Linked DNA regions of Drosophila melanogaster: region 1 is linked to region 2. Evidence: chromatin contacts called from public Hi-C data. All regions are on one chromosome and are shown on one strand. Each heading gives the region's core, a stretch centred on a gene start, on an enhancer-like site or on the middle of the called end of the contact. The rest is flanking DNA. Distances are from core to core; before and after follow the strand shown. Region 1 holds the start of CG13850. Region 2 holds the start of CSN6 (COP9 signalosome subunit 6).

Region 1 (4,990 bases), core at 2,055-4,554, 170 kb before region 2:
AGGAGACTTGCTTCCCACATTTTCCCGAACTCTTTGATCTCTTTGATCGCGAAAAGAATCTTTTGCTCTATGCCAAGTCCTTTGACGTGGAAATCTTGCGCAAACGCCAGACAATGCTCTTTTTCGATCTCATAAAGTTCCAAAAGGGCGAGCCCAAACAAAGTAAGTGTTGAACATACGTATATATCTATTTATTGTATTAATCTTTGGGAATTGTGATTTTTAGGGATTCCATCGCGCATGTGCATTGTATGCAAAAAGGTCAAGACCTATGCCGAGTTTGCCATTCGGACACGTCAGAGCCATGTGGACACCTGCAAGCACTGTTACTATCTAAAGGTGGGTTATTCCTTATTCCACATTTTAAATATTATAATCGAAAATATTTTCATACATACACATAGCTAACTGCTACTGAGAACACCGTGTACCAGTCCATTCTACGGTGCATCCATCGAGATGAGCGGAAACGCAAGTGCACCACATCCTTTGCATTTGTAATGCAGCCAGATGATGTTCGCCACATCATAGACAAAATATGGCATGGACATTCGGCTCTAAGCAAGACAGAGAATCTCAGTGAACTAAGGTAACCCCTTCACAATGAAGTGTTTAAAAATCAAACGTCAAATATATCTATTTCAGATTACCGCGTTGGAACAAGAGCGATGACTGGGCACCGTGGAACTGTATTTGCCTGACGGAACGGGAGACGCGAGATCACTACAAGATCGATGACATTGAGAAGGTGTATGATCCCAAGTTCGTTCTGCACATCGGTAATCTTCACATGCTGGCTCGCAGCCTATTCCACACCTTAGCTGCTGTGGCCACCGAGTTCCAGGAAACGGGCCAATGGTGGAAAGTGGGCATGAACAAGCAACGTTCCAGTAAACTGGATGCCGTCTAAACTATGTGGTTAAAATGACTCCCAGTAACTCACCTTTCGAAATTTGGGTTTAGCTTGTAATTCAGCGCCTAATTTAACATTTACAAAATTTTAACAATTCAAATATTGATCAATCATTACAAGAAAAATTAAATAAACTATAACTGCAATTATTTGCTACTTGCAATCGCCTTGAACTTTGACTCCAAATACTGAACGCGTTTCAGTAGTTTGTCACTGGTGCTGAACTCATTATAGGGCACGGGAATAACGTGGTAACCACTCTTCTCTAGCAGATCAAATGTCAGATTCGTAACGCCGCTGCCACTGCGATGCGTTCCGTGGCAAATGTCATGGAAATCGATGACCATCAGCGCCACCCTGAAATCAAGTTTCATTCATTATAATCAAGTTAATTTATAAAACGTGTAATAACTTGCCTTATTGCATTCGGATTTTCCTTGTCCAAAGGCAGGGGGTTTTTGTTAGCATCAAAATGGCACAGTGCATCTGAAACGACAGTTAATCAGGAATATGGTACACATTAACAAGGAATATCTTACCTATAAGGAAGCCCATTTTAGTGTCTACAGCAGTTTGTAAATGATTGCTGGCCGGCAGCAGACTTTTCAGGGCATCTAGCATTCCATTTACAAGCACTTGCTTTGCTTTAGGATGAGCCATGGGCACCTGATAGACAGGACTGTCAGTGGGCAATAGTGGACCCTTGTAATCTGTGGCTATTAACTGGGCATAGCTATTCAAGTTGAGTAGCCTCATTTTGGAGGTAGCTGTGACACCAGCTTTGTCCTTTTTCAACGTCTCTAGGAAGTCCGCACTGAAAGTAATTACAAATTTAAGTTTTAATTCCAGATTTTCAAGCGTTTCAAAGAACAAACCTCAAAACAGAAGCCAAGTGGCCGTGTTCTACTAGACCCAACATTGTTAGCGACCACACAAAGCTCAACCACTCGGATTGCTTGGTAAAATCCTCGCGGACAATAGACTTTACTAGCTTTTTGCTCACTTCCTCCAATTGAGCGCTTTTGAAGTTTAGCAGGGCCGATGTTAGGAAATAGGCACTGAGATCTTGGGGGCGACAGATTTCACTATTCTTTAAAAGCCACTGCGTAAGTGATTCCAAGATATCTACCGAAAAAAATAAATTACATTAATCACAACTTTTTCTGATGTGTTTATATCCGAGCTAACCCAAATCCCGGTATCGTAAAATGCCCAGGCTGGTGATAATGGATCCCACAACGGCAGACTTCTCCACATTCTTAGGCAGCGCCGATTGCACATCCGCACACACTTTAGCGCCTAGAACAGAATCCTGGAAATTCAACGTGGACATAGCGAACAGCACATCCCCCGCTTGCTTTAAATCCAGCGATTCCGACGCGCTGCTGATATTAAAGGCCAGGGAGCGCAAGAGAGGAGTACTACGCCTCTTCCGCTGGGCCAGGGTGCTCATCACCTTGACCATCTGGGGCAGACTGATGCTAGCTATCAGCTTAGCGGCCTCATCGTCACCAGCTACGCCAAGCACCGTGTTTAGGTCATCTGTTCGGAAGCCGGAAATCCGCTTGGCCGTCCCATTGTCACCAAGGTCCTTGTTGTTAGCATTATTATTTTTGGGAACCGTCCGGCCCAACATCCGGCAAATACGTAGGAACCTTGTGTCGTTCTCGAATTCCGAGATCTTTACTCGATTCAAGGTGCTCCACTCGGCCAGTATGGAGACAATTCTGAGGGCATGCTTCCTCGAGAAGCCATTGTTGTTCTCCGTGATAGTTAGCAGTCCATTGACTGTCTTTGCGTTGATGATACGCTCATCGATCTTGCTGGAGGCTTGGCTTTTGCTCTCATCTTTGGGATCGTCGTTTCTAAGGGATTCGAAAGCAGCGGCTACCATGTGGCCTGCAATAAGGATGGAGTGAATACCAATTAGTAAGGAGGACAACAATTTTAGAATCTACCTACCCCTGGGCTTTTTGGCCGCCTCCTCCACAGCCGGCGCGCGTGCTTCCGGCTCCACTGCATCCGATTGTGCTCCAGTGGGCGCCACGGGAATGCCCGCTGCCCGGACACTGCTGCTGAAGGCTGCACGGCGGTACAACTGGGTGACAAAACTGCCGGCAAAACGTTGTAGTCCCAACATTTTCAGTCAATCCACACGCTGCAAGAGACCACAGAAGTTTACATAACCTTTTTGTTTACATTTTTAGCGGCCAGGAAGGGGCTTTACAAAGCATGCCAATGATATAGGCTTATATTCATGACTTGAACCGTCTTATTTCCCCTGATATCCTTCACGTTTCATTTAGTATTTTCATTTATTTTAGTAAACTTTCCTATTGAACGTTGAGAATCCACAGATGACAGCAGCGTTCAGCTGATGGTAGTGTAGGGTAAGACCCGTCGGCTCCATGCAAAGCTTTTGTAACACTGCGAGCTGTGCTGCCAACTCAGCATTTTCTAGCTAGATCTGGCGTTTTTTATTCCGGAACTTAGGTGTCATTGCATGTGCTTTCGGTTATTTGGTAAATGCTTCCAATTTTATTACTATGCCGATTTCTCTTTGTGCTTTATTAATAAGAAAACTAATGTTTTATTGAACTATTTCGGTTATTGGTAAATGGTTCCCATTTTATAACTATGCCGATTTCTCTTTGTGCTTTATTAATAAGAAAACTAATATTTTATTGAACTATTTGGAGCACAAATTTAAAAAGCTAATTTTCATTAATAACGGCTACAGCTATTTATCGGATTTAGCTACACTTGAACAGTGAGAGTTGGAAACACTGTTTGCAACACTGGACACGACAGCTCACCAAATATTAGCTGCTGTGATTTTGTTTTACAATTTTCGTTTAAATTTTTACATTTTTGTTTGCGGAAAGCGCGGGTGCGAGACAGGTGCGCCGTTTCCATGCAAAAGTGCAAATCGTCAGCTGCAAAACAGTCAGAAAACGGCACGCCAAGCGAAAACGAGTTCGACGTCTTGTTGTAGTTGGATTTTCCAGCCACTTTTCGACGAGATTGTGTGAAAAATTCCGTAGCATTCAATAGTCTCAAAATGGTGGATAAATTCATCAGCATGTGGAAAGTGCGCGAATTGGCGGACAAGGTGTAAGTGATCAGGAATATATAGGATATATCCATACGTATATGTAATGGGATGTGTGTATAACATTCCCTTAACGCCGAAGTGAATGTTAAGACTCCCACGCCCCAAGTTTTCTGATTTCCCGCCACGCCCCCAACTCCTCAAGGATTTCAAAAGCCCTATGTCATGCATAAATCCCTAATAATTCATAAAGATATCTTACTTATGGATCAACTGCATCGGGGTGCTGGATTAGGTTCACGTTTTTAACTGCTTTCAAGGTTGTTCGCCATTTCAAGAGAGCTTTACCAACACAGCCACATTCCGATATTGATATCCATGTGTATATGCGCCTGTGTGTGTGGGGCTTTATCAAGAAACAATTTGTTTGCTTTCGACTGCCCAAATATAACAATTTTTTCACCTGTGTTAACAGCTCCACTTCCAGGCTTTCCAGTGAAATGGGTGTTTCTCTTTCCCCCATCGAATTATTAATTATGGGTGTCCCCTTTCACCTGCGCCTTTTATGGGGTAGTTATTTCTAAAAGCGAGCCTATAGTTCGAATAAATAATGGTGGCTCGATAGCCAACACCGAACTCATTAGGTTAAGTGCGCGGGTACACCTTTCCTAGGGCTTATCTCGAACTGATAAGGAACACCTAGATGGCCCATTTGCGACAATTGGCCCACTTCCATCACGTTTCGAACGTCTATCAACGTCGCAGCCAAGCCATGCGTATTACTTATTTATCTGCATCTTTGCATTGTATATCCATATCGTCACACAACGTTTACTTAAAAATACCAGTTCTGATTAACTGGCCCTCTATCTATTTGATTATCTATTCAATTGAGTTTACGGAATGTCCCAGTCAATATGCCTTTTTTCTTTACTTAAGTATATATCAATTATTTAAGGAAACAAGCTCGGATTAAGATTTGTATTTACATATGTACAAAAGTTCTACGACTAACATCGTGAATA
Region 2 (5,652 bases), core at 1,974-4,473:
CAGACAATTCTTATTCTTGAATAGATAAGTAAAAAACTGCATAAACTGCATAAACTGCTGAGTATATATTTGTTAAACCTGTACGGATAGTTCGAATGAAAGTATGTTTGAAATTTAAAAAGTTAATTGATCGAAAAGGTCACTTTACACATATAAATTAAGCACACCTATAAAAATTGCCAAAATGTCTCACAGAGGGGCTTTGCCAGATGGCCTTACCAAAATAAGATGTCCATTTTCATAGGCATTAGGCAAATTAAATAGATTTATGACCCATTTGGTATAGCGAATTTAAGAGGTCAGTAGTTTATTTTACCACAACTTGAACTGGTATAAATATAATCAGAACTTTCAAAATCTATGTACTTAGATTGATCAAACAAAATCCGGCACGAACCAAAAAAACAAAACACGAGGTCAAAACTCTTGAAAAACGTGCAAAAATAACTTAGCATTTAATTACAAACAATTTATGGAAGAAGCCACTGCCGTTGAGCTCCAATCTTTGCATGTGAGAAAATCCAAGAGACGTGTAAAACAATTTATAATTCTCCAGAAGCAGCTCACACTCAATAAGAGCGACTATTATGAGGAAGCTGGCCATTCGACCTGCCGGACTTCCCATAAAACCCAGCATAGATATTGCCCCACTTCCATCCATCAATTTGAGGCCCACGGTGCTTGGTGCCTCGTGCAATGAAGCATTTAAGCGCCAACGTTGGCTTTCAACGGAGCGCAAGAGGCAAACTTGCCCGGTTGCAGTTGCAGTTGCCATCTTGGCCAACATGCAGTGGTAATGGAAACCTGCAGCGCTTGGCTGGCCAGCGTAATATTTTGTAGGTCATCGAAAAGTGCACACCACCGAGATTGGTACACAGAGAAAAAAAGTTTTAATAAACATAAGAAATAGGGAGAAACAATGTAAAACCCTTGCTAATTAAGATATCTGATAAGATACAATGCTCGTGTCTTAACCATCAACGATAAATCAATGATCATTAGCTTCGGCATTCCATTTAATTTATACATATTATTCCTATGGCTCACTTCGCCGTTCTTGAATCTAGTTACGTTTACTGGAATTTTAGACTAAGCAACTAGCTCATTGACATTCTTTGGCTTCTGAGTGCTTGTACGATTAAAAGGCTAGAATCTTGTCGTCAACTCTTTAGCATGCAGTGGGTGTGGGTGCCATTAGATTATCTTATGATCAAACATTATCGGTAACTATAAAAGCCCATAACACGCGCCAAGGGGTCGCACAGGGGCCAATCGGAGCCAGCTTGTTGGACTGGGCTAAGCATAGCTAGTCAGCAGCTAGTTAATAGCCTCATATCACACTGACACTCCGGCTAATTCCAATCAATGTGCGCACATTGTAGCCGCACTGAGTGCTTTTTGATTGCCCGCCCAGCTCAAGGGTGCTCCACTGCCAGCCGTTTTATTAGCAGCATTCAAAGAGCTGTAACCCGGACTGCAAAAAGTATAAGTTATGACTCGGCAGTTAGGGAACTGGCTAATTGAATGACGTTACAACTTCCGTAACGAGACAAGCTCCACTCAATGCCCTTCGACAGCGCCAATGACCATAAAGAGGTGGGTCAAGTTGAGCTTTGATTGCGAGCAAGCCGCTCGAAGGAGGCGTGTGCTCTCTCTTCGGAACTTTCCCAGAATTCAAGCGTAACAAGTCTGTTTGCCATATGGTTCCCACAACCTTATTCTTAATATGTGTGATTAGACAAGACAACGTTAATCTGCTTGGACGCACGATAAAAATTACATCAACAATTAGAAAACAAGGTCTAGCTGTGCAACCTACTATAACTAGGGTATAATGAGTATATGATCTCTGTAAAATTCATATTATTTTTCCCTTTTTTTTTAGGCCCAGTTCGTGCTGTGCATCTTCCACACCCTCCGCGCCCTCTTCAGCAACCAGTGCCAGTTCTCCAAGTTCATCTCTGCGCTGCTCCTATTGAATGCATCCATTTTCTTCTGCCTCTTCATGAACTTCTACATGCAGAGCTACAGGAAGACCAAGGCGGCGCAGCAACTGCAGCAGCAGCAGCAACAGCAGAAGCAACAGCAGCAACTGGATGCCACGCCCTGCAAGGCGGACAGCAACAATAACACGGCGATGCTGGCGCAAAAGCTGAAAGCCAACTGAATTGAAAATCGAAAGCAGTGAGAAAAGTGCTTCCAGGGATTGCCCAACATTGGGGGGAACAAATTTTACATAAACGGACCAGATTGGTGATGGCAACGGACGGAACGGAAGTAGTTTTGGTACAAAGGTTTCAACTAACGCTAAGCTAAGCTTAAGAGCCATAAATACACGAGCGTGCACGCACACACACACACAACCACAGAAGAGAACGAAGAAGAGGAAGTCCGCCTTCCGATGATCGATCGATCGAGCATGGGGAACACGGGGCGTATGCGCAACATCAATTATAACTTGGCGATTATCCCCTCGCCAGCTTCGCTTGATTGCTTCGCTTCGCATCGCATCGCATTCTCGCCATCTGTGGCTGCATTCGCATGTGTAGAACCGTACAACAAACTGGGTCAATTTTCGAGATCTGCCTAATGTGTAAGTCGCCTAATTCTAGAACCTCACGAACGAAACGCGTTTAGTCTTTAATTCCCTTAGGCTAAGTGATTATTGTAATTGTAATTGTGTATAGACGATTTGTAAATAGCCTGTTAAATGTTAAATATTTGTAGTCCTAAGCCAACTAGTCTAACTTACAAAATTCGCACGAACAAATACGGCGAGCACGAAATTAAAAGCCAAGACAAATAAAAACGAAGAAAAGATAAATAAAATAAAACCGAAAACCAACCAACTGGGTTTCAATATGTTCTAAATTCACAGCGGAAAAAACTGAGCTGTATATTGGCAGGGTCTTTCGGTGCGAAAGAGATAAATAAATTTTAGAAACATATCAATTTTAGAAACTTCCACAAACGAATCTAGTGCATATTAAAAATATATGTAACCGAATTGACTAAAAATGCTTTAATAGAAATATATATGGTTAATTTGGCGCATAATTAAGCTAACAGGAATTACAAAACATAAATTCAAATATAGTACTCGCTAATACTATAATCGAGCCGGCAACGCCGACGTTCAGTTTAAAAAGGTTCGCGCCACTGCTTAGACTGCATAAGGTGTGGTCACACCATTCTGCTGTCCCGATAGATAGCGATAAGTAATATCGTACTACTGAGAGACCACCAATAACGATAACGACAGCTTATACCGGAGCTTGTCAAACAAAAAGAAGTAAAATTAAGTTTATACCGCAAACTACGTGTAAATAAAGGCCCCCCGACAGCATGGAGCAAATGGAAGTGGACGTTGACATGTCGGCCAAGCCCAGCACATCGTCCTCCGCCGCCGCCGGGAGCAGTATGGCAGTGGATAAGACTGCGGATCAAAACCCACAGCCGCAGGGAAACATAATGGCTGCAGCGGGCACCAGTGGTTCTGTGACCATATCGCTGCATCCGCTGGTCATAATGAACATCTCCGAGCACTGGACACGCTTTCGTGCACAGCACGGTGAGCCGCGACAGGTGTACGGAGCACTGATTGGCAAGCAGAAGGGCCGCAACATTGAGATTATGAACTCGTTCGAACTGAAGACGGACGTTATTGGCGATGAAACAGTGATCAACAAGGACTACTACAACAAGAAGGAACAACAGTACAAGCAGGTGGGTGTCCAAGCCTCTACATACGCTGCTTTACCAGCTGTTACTCTTTTTTCCCCAGGTGTTCAGTGATCTCGACTTCATAGGCTGGTACACAACCGGCGACAATCCCACTGCCGATGACATTAAGATCCAAAGACAGATAGCCGCCATCAACGAGTGCCCCATCATGCTACAGCTGAATCCGCTCTCCCGCAGCGTCGACCACCTTCCCCTGAAGCTATTCGAGTCCCTAATCGATCTGGTGGACGGCGAGGCCACCATGCTGTTCGTGCCCCTCACCTACACACTGGCCACCGAGGAGGCGGAGCGCATTGGTGTGGATCATGTGGCGCGCATGACCTCGAACGAGTCCGGCGAGAAGAGCGTGGTGGCGGAGCATTTGGTGGCCCAGGACAGTGCCATTAAGATGCTAAATACACGCATCAAGATCGTGCTGCAGTACATACGCGATGTGGAGGCCGGAAAGCTGCGGGCCAACCAAGAGATTCTGCGAGAAGCCTACGCTCTCTGCCACCGACTGCCCGTCATGCAGGTGCCCGCCTTCCAGGAGGAATTCTACACGCAGTGCAACGATGTGGGACTGATTAGCTACCTGGGCACGCTGACCAAGGGCTGCAATGATATGCACCACTTTGTGAACAAGTTTAATATGCTGTACGACCGCCAGGGATCCGCGCGCCGCATGCGAGGTCTCTACTATTGATATATGCAAACAATCTATTAAAGCTTCGGAGATAAATACACATAATCGTACGATGGGTGAATGCGGTTTTATTTCAGCTGCCGCTGGGCAGGCTACATACGTATACGGGTGGCATCAAGCGATATCACTTTCTTCCTGAGCTTCCAGCTCCTCTTGCTTCGTAAATTCAATTCAGATGCACAGACAACATTTCCTAGACACTAAATTAGGTAATTTCGCAGCGGAATTAGTGGTTGTAGTCGTCCAGCTTGATGCTGGGGGCATACTGCTGCAAGAACTCCACCTCCAGCGGATGCATCTCCTTGGCGGGAATGATGAGCGAGTGCAGCGGTCCGCCCAAATCGGTCGAGCGCATCTCAAGCAGCGTGCCAACGGCAATCTGCTGCGACTCCTGGCCAACACGGGCCAGTCCAACGCACAGTGACTGCTCGTTGAGCACTGTGTTCTTCTCCAGCGAGTCCTTCTTCTCCACAATGGACAGCAACTGATGAGCCGCCTCCGCCACGGTCATGAAACGCGGTGGCATGTACTCCTTGCGTTTGCGCATCAAGGACTCCGGCGTGGGCTCCTTCACCTTGATGTCCAGCAGGCACAGCGTGTGCATGTTGTGCAGGCGATTCAGCTTGATCTTGTCGTAGAAGCTGTCCGGCTTCCATGTCTCGTCCCAGTACGGAATCGAAACGGTCTCGCCGAATTTGTACAATTGCAGGCCGCAGCAGCCGACGGCGTTCATGATCGATGCATTGTGGATGACCTTGTAGGGGATGTTCTTCTCCTTGGCGCGCAGTATGAAGTCTGTGTGGGTGGTGGCGCCAAAGGGGTCGCCCACCACGAGCAGCGCAACATCGGATTCGCCCGCACCCGCCAGGATCTCATCCGCACCCTGCTCCACCAGATCGCGGTCGGCTAGCAGCAGTGGTCGTCCATAGAACTCTTGCTGCGAACAAAGTGGAGATGCAATTAGCATTGGGGGTGCTCCCAGAACGAAGGCCATTCCAGATACCTACCATATCCTCAAGGCTGCAGCCCAGAATCGAGGTGTACATCTCCAGATAGACGCGACTGCATTGCTTCACTATCTCCAGACCCTTGACCGTGATGTCCTTCAGGTCGCCAAGGCCGAGGCCGATTAGGTAGAACATGCTGGGCGACTGGTGCGACTGCTCGGCCACTGCAACTCCTGCCAAATGTTATTAAAATCGCTTTTTAAATGCAGTCAACAC

Evidence for each region. A called contact is a pair of places that touch in the nucleus more often than the background predicts.
Region 1: a contact with region 2 is called in a Hi-C map of the Kc167 cell line, with 4 times the contacts expected there. The contact joins the promoter of CG13850 here to the promoter of CSN6 in region 2.

Annotation. Positions count from the first base shown.
Region 1 is chr3R:22,407,611-22,412,600 of dm6, forward strand. It overlaps CG13850, which reads right to left and starts at 3,305. Exons shown (of 7, transcript NM_142781.5): 1 at 3,247-3,305; 2 at 2,876-3,071; 3 at 2,102-2,812; 4 at 1,789-2,038; 5 at 1,453-1,727; 6 at 1,330-1,399; 7 at 956-1,270. The coding sequence starts at 3,053. The coding sequence ends at 1,060. lqfR (liquid facets-Related) reads left to right here and starts at 3,691. Exons shown (of 6, transcript NM_170009.4): 1 at 3,691-4,027. The coding sequence starts at 3,975. CG13855 reads left to right here. Exons shown (of 7, transcript NM_142780.3): 4 at 1-162; 5 at 227-339; 6 at 405-589; 7 at 646-1,030. The coding sequence ends at 910.
Region 2 is chr3R:22,577,550-22,583,201 of dm6, forward strand. CSN6 (COP9 signalosome subunit 6) reads left to right here and starts at 3,224. Exons shown (of 2, transcript NM_079727.3): 1 at 3,224-3,726; 2 at 3,785-4,484. The coding sequence starts at 3,346. The coding sequence ends at 4,429. CG33110 reads left to right here. Exons shown (of 6, transcript NM_176539.2): 6 at 1,886-2,843. The coding sequence ends at 2,167. It overlaps Dph5 (Diphthamide methyltransferase), which reads right to left. Exons shown (of 2, transcript NM_079728.5): 1 at 5,437-5,652; 2 at 4,479-5,366. The coding sequence starts at 5,571. The coding sequence ends at 4,656.